Regions from separate parts of the Callithrix jacchus genome. Here region 2 is linked to region 1. A link is a contact called in public Hi-C data. All regions are on one chromosome and are shown on one strand. Each heading gives the region's core, a stretch centred on a gene start, on an enhancer-like site or on the middle of the called end of the contact. The rest is flanking DNA. Distances are from core to core; before and after follow the strand shown.

Region 1 (6,831 bases), core at 1,581-4,080:
CGGGCATTTTGCCATGTTGGCCAGGTTGGTCTCTAACTCCTGACCTCAAGTGATCTGCCTGCCTCAGCCTCCTAAAATTCTGAGATTATAGCCACTGTCCTGGCCTATTTTTTGCTTCTTAATAAACCACTCTAAATTGATTGATATCCAACCATTTTTTCCCACAAGTCTGTCAGTTAGCTGGGCTCAGCTGGGCAGTTGTGCTCCATGTGGTATCTGCTGGGATCACTCATATGGCTGAATCCAGCTGGAGGTCCATGTGGGGCTAGAACATCCAAGGCAGCGTCCCTCCTGTCTGGACGTTAGTGTTGGTGGTCACTTCTTCTTTACATGGAAGTTCTCCTTCTCCTGTGGCTTCTCATCATTCAGTTGTCTGACCTGAGCTTCCTTTCATGGCTCTGGGTACCAAGAGCACAAAAGTGGAAGCTGCCAGTCCCCTTAAAGCTGAAGCCCAGCAACAGGCACAGAGTTGTTTCTATTCCATCCTATTGGCCAAAGCAAATCACAAGAGCCACCCAGATTTAAGGGAAGGGAGAGGCTGGGTGTGGTGGTTCATGCCTGTAGTCCCAGAACTTTGGGAAGCTGAGGCAAGAGGACAGCTTGAGCCCAGGAGTTCAAGACTAGCCTGGGCAACACAGAGAGACCCTATCTAAACAAAAAAATTAGCTGGTGTGGTTGTACATGCCTATAGTCCTAGCTCCTCAGGAGGCTGAGGCAGTAGTGTTACCAAAACATCAGGGGTTTGGACTAGGTCCTGCTGCTTGCTGCACAGAAGGCCAACCACTGACATGGCAAGTATTGCCAAGGAAGAAGGCTTTAATCGGGTGCTGCAGCTGAAGAGATGGGAACTTAGTCTCAAATCCATCTCCCTGACCAACTAAAATTAGGGGTTTATATAGCAGGGAAGAAATGTAACAACATGTGGGTAAACTAAAACTAGGGACGGGCAAGAAGGCATCTGATGGCCTGATGTGGTGAGTTTCAGTTCTTCAGTACCTGCTTTTGAGAGGCTCAAAGGTCCTCAGATAAAACAAATACAGCTTTAATAGCAGAAGAGTCAATGTCTACGTTTGTCCAAATGACAGTCCAGGGGAGTGCTGGGCTGGTTTCAGGGGGATCACTTGAGCCTAGGAGTCAAGGCTTCAGTGAGCTATGATCACACCACTGCACTCCAGTTTAAGTGACTGAGACTCTGTCTCTAAAACAAACTAGCTAACTAACAAACAAATAAACAGAAACAGGGAAGGGGAAGCTGGCTCCACCATTTTTTTTTTTTTTCTGTAGAGATGGAGGTTCATTGTGTTACCCAGGTCAGTCTCAACCTCCTGGCCTCAAACAATCCTCCAGCCTCGGCCTCCCACTGGGTTTATAGGTGTGAGCCCTTGCAGCAGGTCTTGACTCCACTTCTTTTTCTTTTTGAAGCGGAATCTTGCTCTGTCACCCAGGCTGGAGTACAGCAGTGCGATGTCAGCTCACTGCAACCTCTGCCTCCCAGGTTCAAGCAATTCTCCTGCCTCAGCCTCCTAAGTAGCTGGGATTACAAGCATGTGCTACCACACCTGGCTAATTTTTGCATTTTTAGTAGAGACAGGGTTTCACCATGTTGGCCAGGCTGGTCTCAAACTCCTGACCTTGTGATCCGCCTACCTCAGCCTCCCAAAGTGTTGGGATTACAGGCATGAGCCACCATACCCTGCCTTGACTCCACCTCTTCATGGGGGAGTAACATGTGAATTCTAGGAATGAGAGAAGTTGTTGGCAGATGTTGGTGCAGACAGTCTACCACAGTTTTTTTTTTCCTTTTAGTAAACATGCATGTGTGTGCATTGGTTCACATGATAAACATATTGCTTGCTGTGAGTCACAGTCAAAAGGTTGGAAAAAACACACTTCTATGTCCTTTAAAAAATTTCTTTCATAGCCCTTAGTACTCTCTGACCTTAGCTTACTTTATTATAGATCTCTGCCATTCAAATGTAAGCTCCCTGAGGGCAGGGGCCTTGTCTGTCTTATCTGCTGCTGTGTACTCAGCACCCAATAGGGTCTGGCTGTTAAGATGTGCTTAATAAATACCTGTTGTCATTAAGTAGGGTATTATTGAATCAGCTCTCATTTCGTGGGTGCTGAACACTTAAAAACATTATCTCATTTAATTTGCTCAGCACATAGTTGAGCACCTACTGTGTGCCAGGCAGTATTTGAGGTGATGGTGAAACCACAGGAAGCAAAATAGACAATAATACCTGCCCTCAGGGAGTGTATTTTCACCATGATACCAGAATAGTAGAGAACAGATTCACTGATACTATTTTGACAAAGAAGGAAACTGAGAGTCAGAGAGGTCAGACAACTTGCCCAAAGTCACACAGATGTTAATTTCACCCTGACACCTGGCTCTTCTCCACTTTCCTGTAGATGTTGGATTTTGCCCAGAGATGGGCTTGGGTGGTTACAGATCTCAATTTCCGCAATTGTTTCCCTGAAGGATCAAACTTATTTTTCTAGGAGTCAGACACAGGACAGTGGGAACAGGTGAGTCCCATGACCTCAGAGTTCCTGGCCCTCCCACCCTTAGCTCCCCCGACTCTGTGATGAGGCTCACACCTGGGGTGTTGCAGATTTGAGCCACAGATCTCAGTCACCCCCACTGTCTTATCTGCATGTGACATTCCCAAGTGGCTGGGGCCTGCAGGCTGCGCAAAGAATGCAGCCTGAACAAAAATAAACCTGTTACATTCCTTGGCAGCCCCCTACCCCTTCCTGCTCTCCAGCTATCCATCCTCACAGCAGAGTCTGCCAGGGAAGGCAGAGAGAGGGCAAACAGGGTGGAGGAAGTCAGTGCTGCTACCCAGAGAGAGGGAGAGAGAAAGACAGGGAGAGAAAGAGAGGGGCCAAGACAGTGAGGAAAGGGGGGGGGGAGAGAGAGAGAGAGAGAGAGAGAGAGCGAGAGAGAGAGAGAGAGAGAGAGAGAGAGAGAGAGAGAGAGAGAGAGCGAGATCACCTTATATGGGAACGTGCACAGACAACATGTGGCAATGGCTTAAAGGGCAGCAGAGGTCAGATACCAGACAGATGGAAGAAATTAAACATGGGACAGAGCGTGTTCCTGGGCCCTGAAAACAGCTCTTGTTTCACAGCAAGTTCGCACAAAGCCTGGCCCATTTTCCTTTTTTGCCTAAGCCCTGCGAGATGTGTGTCCTACCCTCTCCATGACTCTGAGTCAGGCCCCTCGACTCCAACTCTGTGGCTTGGCAGCAGTCTCAATCCTTTAAAGTCATTTCTTTGATGAACAAAATTCCTCGTTGCAAATAAAAAGGAAAAGGCCAGGCCTATTTCTCAAGAGTTTCCAATATCTCTCCAAAGCACACAGATTAGTAGTTAATGAGTAAATAATCCTTCATTTCTCATGCATTCATTCAACAAAGATTGAGGACCTGTTAGGACTCAGGCACTGAGCCAGGGGCTGGAAAGATGGCAATGGTGACGAAGATGATGACAATTAACATTCGTTGATTTGCACTCATTTAATGAATATTTCAACAATTAATAATTTACTTTGTACTTTCTATGTTCCAGTCATTAACGATACATAACACTGATCTAGCCTCATCTGGTTCCTGCCCTTGTGGAGTTTACAAGGAGGGCGAGGGATATTGAATACATAATCCCATTGGGTCCTCACGATAGTTCTTTGAATCAGCTTACTATTATCATCCTCATTTAACACAGAATTTTCCAATCTCCACACTGTGTACATTTTGGGCTGGATAATCTTTGTGGTGGAGCGGCTGCTCTGTGCATTGTAGGATGTTTAGGAGTGTCCCCGGCCTTCTACCCAACTAGATGCCAGTTACAGCCATTCCCCTCCTCTATGTTGTGACAACCAAAAAATGTCCCCAGACATTGCAAAATGTCCCAGAGGAATCAAAATTGCTCCCAGCTATGAATCACTGATTCCATGGATGAGGAAATAGAGGGTCAGGGCAGGCTGAGACATCTCCTAAAGGTCATACTGCTGGTGGGTAGGACTCACACCGTGGTCTACCCAAAGCCCATGGTTCTTACCATTGTAGTGTGAAACGGTTTCCTTGACAACAGATTATTGTGAGTTTGGATGGTTGTAGACTTCATTACCTCATCCTATACAAAATGGAAGTCATCTGTGTTAATTTGGATCCTCTGGGAAACAGATGCCAAGACAGGCTCAGACTTGCAGGGGATTTATCAAGGGAATAATCCTGTGAAGGATAAAGAGCAGACATCTTCAGACTGGGGAAAGAGAGGGGGAAGGAAGGAGTGAGGAGGAGGAGCTTCAGGCGGCAGTGCAGGTCTCAGAAAGTTTTGGCTGGACTGATGGGGGCTTCCTGAACAAAGTCACCAGTAGGATGAATCTCAGGTCAGCAGCAGTGGGGTTGCACTAACACCCCGGCTGTGCTCAGTCACTGGCTAGGCCCAGCTGAGGAAATATGGCCTTGGCATGAACTTGGTGGATCCAGAGGAGTGGGGAGAGGACTGTGAGTCAACTGTGCTCTCCGTGCAGACTCTCTCACTCTTTCTGTCTCTCTCTCTTTCTTTTTTTTAAGACAGGGTCTCACTCTGTCACCCAGGCTGGAGTGCAGTGGTATGATCGCGACTCACGGCAGCCTCAACCTCCTGGGTTCAAGCAGTTCTCATTCCTCAGCCTCCTGAGTAGCTGGGACCGCAGGTGCATGCCACCATGCCTGGATAATTTTTGTATTTTTTAGTAGAGTCAGGTTTTCACCATATTGGCCAGGCTGGTCTCGAACTCCTGACCTCAAGTGATTTCAGCCTCCCAAAGGGCTGGGATTATAGGTGTGAGCCACTGCGCCTGGCTGTGCAGACTCTCGAGAGGGAGATGCGAGCAGTGCACTCCACGGCTGCTACATTATCAAAGTGGTGCCCGTTGGTTACATTCACCTTAAGGCAAGGAGACTCAAAAGGCATCAGCGGTGCAGTGCGGAACAAAGCCAGGTCGGCCTTCTTTAAGCAAAAGTGTTCATTTTCCTTGCATCGTCTTGAGCTTCTTAGTGCTCTTCAAGCTCAGCTCTGACTTAAGTTCCATCAGTGAGGAAGTAAAGAGTACAACCTTGAGGGGCTACTGGTTAGCTGGTGTCTGGGCCTTGGTTTCTCCATTTGCATGATGGAGTTAACCTGCCCTAACTCACAGGGTTGACGTGAGGATTTAAGAACTGTCTAAGGAAGTTTATGGAATTGCTACACATTTGTTTTCAGAAGAGGATGGAATAACCCTCTGCCTGTTTCTTGTTTCTTGTAAGGATGTCTCCCTGCCAGCCACCCTCTTATTCTCTCAAGATCCATCTCTGCACCTACACAGGGGACCACACACTAGCTAAATTAGATAGATAAACTGTACTTGGCTCATACAGTATTTTAAGAAAATAACCAACATTTAAAATTAAGGCATTCTGGGGAGGCCAAGGTGGGGAGATCACCTGAGGTCAGGAGTTCGAGATCAGCTTGGCCAACATGGTGAAACCCCGTCTCTGGCCAGGAGTGGTGGCTTGTGCCTGTAATCCCAGCACTTTGGGAGGCTGAGGTGGGTGAATCATCTGAGGTCAGAAGTTTGAGATCAGCCTGATCAATACGGTGAAACCCTGTCTCTACTAAAAATTAGTCTGGTGTGGTGTTATGCGCCTGTAGTCCCAGCAACTCAGGAGGCTGAGGCAGGAGAATTGCTTGAACCCAGGGGGCAGAGGTTGCAGAGAGCTGAGATTGCGCCATTACACTCTAGCCTGGGCAACAAGAGTGAGACTGTCTCAAAATAATAACAATAACAATAAACTAAAATAAACAAATGAAATTGAGACCTTTTACATAAAAATCTGGATTTCTAGGCTGCCTTGAAAAATTACTTTTTCCAGTTTCTGGTTTGAGACCCTATGGTGAACTCACAACCTAGTGTGGACTCATGGTGGGGTTCAGGAGATTTCTGTGCTTCTCAGACTCCAAACTCCGTATTGCTTGGCATCCCACAGGAGGTGGATGAGGGTCTGGGACCAGTGTAGATTCTAGTGCGTAGAGGAACAAAAGCTCTGCCACTGCATAGGTTGGGTTGGGAAGGTCCAGCCTAACTGCTTAATAAATCAGAGTGGATGCAGGGGAAACTGACTGGCAGTCTGGAGGTCTGGCCTCTGGATTCAGATCTTTAGGCTTCATTTCTGAATTTGTGAAATGAACACAGCTGGACGTGGAGCTAAAGATGTCTGCGCTTGCATATTTCTGTGAACTGATGAAAGGAATGCAGGTTTCAGTAACAGAAGTTTTGATATGCAATGTAAAAATTGCAGCACCCTGAGAAATGTTGAGAACTTTTGATTAGGTAATACTACTTCTAAGAATAAACCTGAGGAAGTCACATTTAAATTATACACATCTGTGATCTCCAAGCTCATTGCAGCAATTACAAAGAAAATTCTCAAAGAACCATGATGGCAAAAGCTAAGAAAATGGCTAAATAAACACGGTTATCTTCATAAAAATAATATTTAAAAACTATATTTATGTTAATAAGGGAGCCTATATTCCTTTATTCTATTATTGTGTTAAGTCAAAAAGATGAAAAATCTGGCCAGGTGTGGTGGCTCACATCTGTAATCCTAGCACTTTGGGAGGCCAAGGCAGGCGGATCACTTGAGGTCAGGAGTTAGAGACCAGCCTGGCCAATATAGTGAAACCCCATCTCTACTAAAAATACAAACAAACAAACAAAAAAAATAGCCAGGTGTGGTGGCACATGCCTGCAGTCCCAGCTACTCAGGAGCCTGAGGCAGGAGAATTGCTTGAACCCAG
Region 2 (7,522 bases), core at 4,411-6,910, 80 kb before region 1:
GAATCCTAAAGGACAATCTTCATTGACTTCAATTATTTCATTCAATTACATGCCTTTATATATATTATAAACCTACAGTATCTTCAGGTGCATAGGAAGTATTTCTAGTTGTAGACTTTATAATAATGTTATATATTTAGCACAGAACCTAAAACATAGGATACATTCAATAAACATTTGGTGAATGAATGAATGAATTCTCAAGTGATTAGCTGTACTTGCATTTGTTCACTCATCCAATATTTATTATATATTTAAATGTGCCAAGCACAGTTCTAGGTGCCAGATATACAGCAGTAGACAGAACAGGAAAAAAAAAATCCCTTCCCTCACAGAGCTTACTAGTAGTGGGATAAATAAGCAATATGTAAATAAGTAAATAAATGAACATAATATAACCACAGGTAGTTAGAGAGGGTGATCCTGAGAAGATGACATCTGAGCAAAGCCCTGTAGGAAGTGAGGGAATCAGCAAGTGCAAAAGCTGGGAGCAAACTTGGCCAGTTCAAGAAACAGTAAGGAGGTACAGTTAGAATAAGGTGGGGGTGAAGAAGGGATTACATGGGGCTCAGCTGGTTTGCTAGGTCTCAGTGTACATCTATTGTCCCCTTGCACTCTCAAAAAGTATCCTAGTTTAGATAATAAATTATCTTATTTTAAGCCGATAAAAGAGCTTTGTTTTATTTAAAATGAGATCGGAGGCTGCTGAAAGGTTCAGAGTAGAGCAATTTTAAAATGATCACTTTAATACCTGTGGTGAGATCAGACTAGGTAGAAGCAGGGAGGCCAATTAGAAGACCATCTCAATAGTTCAAATTAGAGAAAATGATAGCATGAATCAGGGTGGTGGTGATAGTAGTAATGAGAAGTGGTTCTGTATATATTCTGAAGGCAGATCCAACAAGATAATTGTGACAAATTAGATGTAGGGATGTGAAAGAAAGTAAAGGGCAAAGAATGAGTTCAAGGTTTCTGCCCTGAGAGACTAACAGGATGAAGCTTCTATTTGTTGAGATGAAGATCAGTTTGAGGAAGTGGTGCAGATCAGAAGTTTATTTTTAGACATGTTAAAAATTTGAAATATATATTAGATATCTAAATGGAGAGGTCAAGATGTTATATGTGCAAGACTGGAATTAGGCCAGGAGTGGTGGCTCGCACCTATAATCTCAGTACTTTGGGAGGCTGAGGTAGGTGGATCATGAGGTTAGGAGTTCAAGACCAGCCTGACCAACATGGTGAAACCCTGTCTCTACTAAAAATACAAAAATTAGCTGGGTGTGGTGGTGCACACCTGTAATCTAAGTTACTCAGGAGGCTTAGGCAGGAGAATCACTTGAACTTGGGAGGCAGAGGTTGCAGTGATCTGAGAGCATGCCATTGCACTCCAGTCTGGGCAACAGAGTGAGACTCCATCTCAAAAAAAAAAAAAAAAAAATGAAAAGAAGAAAAAGAAAACCCACAAAACCCATAAGAAACACATGGAAAATGGTGAAAATGTCCAACATGCATGTAGTTGGAGTGAAAGTAAAAGAGGACAGAATGAAATTATAGTAATAAATAAATAAATACTGGGCTGGGCACAGTGGTTCATGCCTATAATCCCAACATTAGGAGGCTGAGGCAGGTGGATCGTCTGCATCCAGGAGTTCAAGACAAGATTGGGAATCATGGCAAAACCCTGTCTCTACAAAAACGACCAAAAAAAAAAAAAAAAAAATCTGGGCGTGGTGGTTCGGGCCTGTAGTCCCAGATGCTTAGGAGGCTGAGGTGAGAGAGTCACCTGAGCCTGGGAAGTCGAGGCTGCAGTGAGCTGAGATCACACTACTGGACTCCAGCCTGGGAAACAGAGTGAGATCCTGTCATTAAAAATAAAAAAGAAAGAAGAAAGAAAGAACAAAAGAAAGAAGGAAGGAAGGAAGGAAAGAGAAAGAAAGAAAGGAAAGACATAAATAAATAAATAAATATTGGCTGAGAACTTTTCAAAAACAAAGACATCAAGCCACATATTCAAGAAGCTTTACAGACCCTAAGTCAGGTAAATAAAAAATAAAATCATACCTAGAAAAGTCATAGTAAAGCCACTGAACAACCAAACACAGAGAGAAGATCTTAAAAACAACTGAAGAATAACATACTCCCTTAAACAAAAAAGAAAACCAAGATGTACAGTTGATGTTACAAAATAAATAATGGAAGCCAGATGACAATGGGAATTAAATCTTTAAAGTGCTAAAGGAAAATAGCTGCCAACGAAAAAGTCAACATTCAGTAAAAATGTGCTTCAAAATGAAGGTAGAATACAGGTGTCTTAAGAAAAACAAAAACTGAGATTTCAGCAGACCTGAACTAAATTAAGTATTTCAGGTGAGCTCATTAGACAGAAACCAATAGAAGAATGATGATGAAGGAAGGAAAGAAAAACAATGAAAAGAGTAAACATGCAGATAATCTAGAATAATACTGAATATAATATCATGCAGTATTTAAATTATATCTAGGCTCAGGCACAGTGGCTCACACCTAGCACTCAGGGAGGCCAAGGTAGAAGGATTGCCTGAGTCCCTGAGTTTGAGACAAGCCTGGACAATATAGTGAGACTCCATCTCTAAAAATAAAAATACATACAAAAATTAGCTGGGTGTGGATACCTGTAGTCCCAGGTACTTGGGAGGCTGAGGTTGGAGGATCACTTGAGCCCAGGAGATTGAGGCTGCAGTGAGCTGTGATTGCACCAATACACTCCAGCCTGGGCAACAGAACAATACCCCTTCTCAAGAAAACTGTATTTAGAATTTAAAAAATATTATCAACAATAACACTAAATATGGGTATGAGGTAAACAAAGTTAAAGTGTTTTAGGTTCTTGCATTGCCCAGGACACAGCAAAAGTAAAAATTTAGCGAAGACTGTAATCAGTCAAGGGTGTATATCATAATCTTTGGCATAAGCACTAGAGTGCGATCACTCACTGGCTGAATGGAACTAAGGACTCTATCACTGGTGGCAGGTAGAGTATTGATAGTCCCAGGCATGTTGCAGCAATGCAGTTGCAAAGACTTTCACTTGTGGTGAATTGGGGAATACAGGTGGATGGGGATTGCAGCGGCCAAAAAAATGTATGGGACAGATTGCTTTCAAGAGAATCGGCTGAGAGGAACAGAGCTGATTGACATCCATAGCTGCTGCCCCTCTGGGTCCATCATTATGTTTGTACCAAACCTATGCTTCCCTGGAGCTGCTCTCAGCCAATGACTGAGCACAGTATTAGTATTATTAGTACTAATATTAGCAGTATTGGTGTTAGCCCAGTCCTGCCTGACAAGGGACTCCTCTAATAGGTGACTGGCTCAGGAACTCCCTTTCAACATGACCAAAACTTGCTCAGAGTTGTGTTGAAGTCTGAGGCTCTTTCTGCCCAATCTTCCCTTCCTTTGCCCTCTTCCTTCACAGGTGTCAGACTTGTATCAGAGCCTGAAGGCTTTCCCTGCCTCTTCCTGCTCCCTTCCCTTTATCCTTCACAAGTGTCTCCTTCAATAAATCTCTTGTATGTGTAATCCCATCTCAGTGTCTGCTTCTTGGAGGATCTGAACTGATACAAAGATGCACTAGATGGTGTAATGTTTTTGACTTTTGAGGAGAAATAGTAACTATAAGGACTATGGAATTGGGGTGGCTATCACTAACCTTCTCTGATGGTTGAAGAGATAAAATAACAGGCTCAAATCTATTAATTTGTAATTAAAAGCAAAGTGATGAAGTTATAGAATCTCCTTAAGGGCTTTAAAGAAATCCTTGTTTCCCATGGCAACAGGGCAGAGGGAACTGAAAACCAGGTGCAGGACTTAATTTTAAGATTGGCAAAACTCCAGAGACAGTTGAATTCTTAGTCTAGGCAAATATTCTATGCTGAGGTCAGGGCCCTGACAGAGAAGAAAAAGGGTGGAGTGTGGGATGGGGTATCTGGATAGACCCACTTGAGAACTTTGAATCCTCAGATTATCCTGTATCCTCTGGGCAGTGGCAAATGGCTCAGCTTGGATGCAAGACTGCAAGGACAAGGAGGTCTAGGGAAGAGGCTTATGGATGAACCTATGGGAGTAGGCACTAAGTATAAAGATCTTTTCATTACATTGAAATCAGAGAATGTCCACTGCAGAAGAGGCACTAAACAACCAAGTGGAAAGGATGATTTGGCCAGCAGATGTCAGCCAGCCTCTGTCACTGTCCCACACAGTGCTTAGAAATGGACTCATAAACAGAATGGCTTTGTTGGTAGAGATGGAGGTTACATATGAGCCAAATAGCATGGGCTCTCTCTCACCAGTGTTCATCTAGCTACTGCCAACATCAAAAGTCTCACCTGCCAGCAACAGACACCGATCCTGAGCTCTAGGTATGGAATCATCCCTTGAGGAAACCAACCCCCTATTTTGTGGCAATTTAATAACATCAGACCCTTTCTGCCTTGAAAAGGGTGAGATTTCATCCTTAATAGGACTGATCCATATTCTAGGTATAGGTTTGCCTTTCTTGCCCATTGTACTTCAGTCAGCATTACTATCCACGAGCTTAGAGCATTCAGTCTACTGATGTGCAATCTCACATAATATCACCTCAAACCAAGGGACACACTTTACAGCAAAGGAACTATGATGGTGTTCATATGATCATATAATTCAGCGATTTTATCATATACTACACTATCTGAAAAGCTGATGGCCTGAAAGAATAGTGGAACAGTGTCTTGAAGGCAAGGCCCCAGCTTGGAACTGATGGCCTGTGAAAATGAGTTCTACCATTAGGACACTGTACACCTTAAACCAATGCCCATGATATGGTGCTATGTTCTCAATAGAAAGCATAGGTCTCAGAACCATGAGATTAAAGTATAAGTGTCACCACTAACCATGATCCCCAATGATCCATTTTAGGGAATTATGCTTCCTATCCAGACAGCTGTGGGTATAGATGCTCTAATTGCCAGAGTGGGCATGCTTCCATCAGAAGGCACATTAAGAAGCCCTTGACACTTAATGTTCTGACTACCATCTGGTCACTTGGGCTCCTCATGTCAACAGACCAGCAGGCAAAGAAAGCAGGACATCATAAGGCTATACAGATGTTGCTATATAATAGGGATAGGAAGAAATACATCTGGGACTCAGATAATCCATTAGGGCATATCTTGGCACTCCCATGCCCAGTTTTAACTATAAATGGGCAAGTATAGCAGCATGGCCTGGTAAGGGAATGATTAGTGGAGTCTCACACTTTTCAAGGATGAGGAACTGGGTCATCCCACCAATTAAGTCATTTAAGCCAGAGGAGGTGCTAGCTGAGGTGAGGGAACTCTAGAATGGATAGTAAAGGAAGGAGATGTTGAGTATCAGTTATGTCCTTGGAAACAAATGTGGAAATCAGAGTTTCCATTTGTCACACTAATCTTTCTCCTATAAGTTTTCCTAGAAATTGTTACCAACCAGAATCCTATAGAAGCTATAGCTGGGTGGAGTAAATTTAACATGACAAATAAGTAGAACCTACTAGTTCAAGGGGTGAACTGTAGTAGATGTTGCTGGTGCCCCACTCAGACCTCATTTGCAAACTGTTATGAGTGCTGACTGCCAAATAGCTCATAGTTACCCCCTTCTCCAGAATGCCTTCAGCCAAATGGGAGCTGTCTCACCTAAAAGGTTACACTTGACCACAACCAAATGACTGACTGCCACGGGGTACAAAAGGCCATCCCCCTTGCATCAAGGTGGAATCAACTCTATGGTGCAATTTGTTCCAAAGTTGATCATGGGATCAGAATGAAGCCAACTCCAGTTGAGACCATGTCCTTTCTTGCTTGGCTTTTTTCTGCTGCCTCATCTGCTTGCCTTACTGCCCTCTTTCTGAGGGTACTCCCTCAATAAATCATTAGCACAAAGAATTCCCTTCTTGAGCTCGCTTCTAGGGACCCAACTTAAGAAAAAAATATAAAGCAAAAACTGATAGAACTAAAAAAAGCAGCAATGCAATAATTATAGTTAGATTTTTAACACACTTCTTTCAGTAACTGATGGAACAGGCAGACAAAAAAGCAACAGGGATATGGAAGATATGTATATCATAGCCAACACACTGACTGAATTGACATACATAAAATACTATTCACAACAACTGCAGAATATACATTCTTTTCATTGCACATGAAACAATTACCAAAACACTGGGCCATAATGCAAGACTACAAATTTCACAGGACTGAAATCAGAGTGTGCTCCCTGGTCACAATGGAAACAACCTAGAAATTCATAAGAAAACCCTCCAAATGTTTGATTTTAAGCCAAAAAGTCAAAGAAATCACAATGGAAATTAGAAAATATTTTGAAGTAAAAAATAATGCAGTTACTATTATCAGTTTTAAAGTTAGTGCTGTCAGAATCTACGTTGATTCACAATAAATTTTCAATCTTAAGTTCCCTAAAAGCAAATAATATTCATCAGCATGAGACAATATGAGACAGTACGTATTGCCAGTTAAAAGAAAACACAATTGGTTGACATTTCATTTATCTCTATCAGATTATTGCTAGCTGGTAAACCAGCACCCAGATGAAATAGTTTCCCCATTGGTGAAAGGAAAAAAAAAAGCCAAATGAAGAAAACCCTGAGGAACTGGCAGCCACAATAAGAATAACATTGCTGTTGGACTACTTTGGGTTTAACTCTTTTCAGACAACAAAGGCACAAACACATAAGAAATAAGCCTGGAGGCCGACTTCCACATAGCATTTCCCTGGATATTTCTTTCCAAAGCTTCTTGGAAGTCACTGCTTAGAAATTTCTGCCTAGCAGGCCATGATAAAAAAAAGATTTTACAGTCACTCATATTAACTAACCAAACGAAAAAAACCTACTTGGAATTCAACTTCTATTAACAACCCTAAAGACAGCACACACAAAAAAGCCAGCGCTTACTGCTACATTAAAAATAAATGAATCCACTTACATGACATCTCTGTAATTAATCAGAGAAAAGTAATACTTTTATGATTTCTCATAAAAACAATGACCTCAGTATAAAGCTGTAACCCATAAACCTCCTAGCATTTGTATTTATAGCAGCCCAAGATAATACCGTATTACCAGTTGTCGCTGAATATTTTCATGACGTTGCTTAAGAAGTTCTTCAGTCCTCTGCAAAAGACCGAATTCAGCTTTAAGTTCAGCTATTATCTGACGCTTCTTTTTGAAAACTGTACTCTTGCTTCGAAGTTTATTGACATATTGTTTGAACTGTAAAAAAAACACAATATGTAATCTAATGAGTAGAAAAGTAGTAGCTAAATATCATATATCTGTATAAACTCAAAAATTGTCTCTTCTCTACTTCACAACATGTGTCACACATATATAGTAACTTAGTTTTATTAGAAACTTGGAAAGACTAATTGCTGAATTAAAATATTTTGTGTTTTTAATTTTTTGACACATCTAAATATATGTATATATTATATATGTCTTATATGTA

What was found. Hi-C and Micro-C count contacts between places; a contact is called where the count stands out from the background.
Region 2: a contact with region 1 is called in a Hi-C map of skeletal muscle, with 4 times the contacts expected there. The contact joins two enhancer-like sites. A contact is called at or near these places in 2 of 3 Hi-C or Micro-C datasets (both in skeletal muscle).

The regions. Positions count from the first base shown.
Region 1 is chr9:113,012,875-113,019,705 of calJac240_pri, reverse strand. No RefSeq gene overlaps it. Among named protein-coding and RNA genes, the nearest start is that of IFT81, 16 kb to the left of the region's middle. Within about 2 kb of position 2,830, at least 2 of the 16 cell types and tissues checked have an H3K27ac peak or open chromatin away from gene starts, as enhancers often do. A contact at or near this core is called in skeletal muscle, where this site is marked.
Region 2 is chr9:113,095,324-113,102,845 of calJac240_pri, reverse strand. IFT81 (intraflagellar transport 81) reads right to left here. Exons shown (of 18, transcript XM_078337250.1): 11 at 7,138-7,287. Among named protein-coding and RNA genes, the nearest start is that of IFT81, 67 kb to the right of the region's middle. Within about 2 kb of position 5,660, at least 1 of the 16 cell types and tissues checked has an H3K27ac peak or open chromatin away from gene starts, as enhancers often do. A contact at or near this core is called in skeletal muscle, where this site is marked.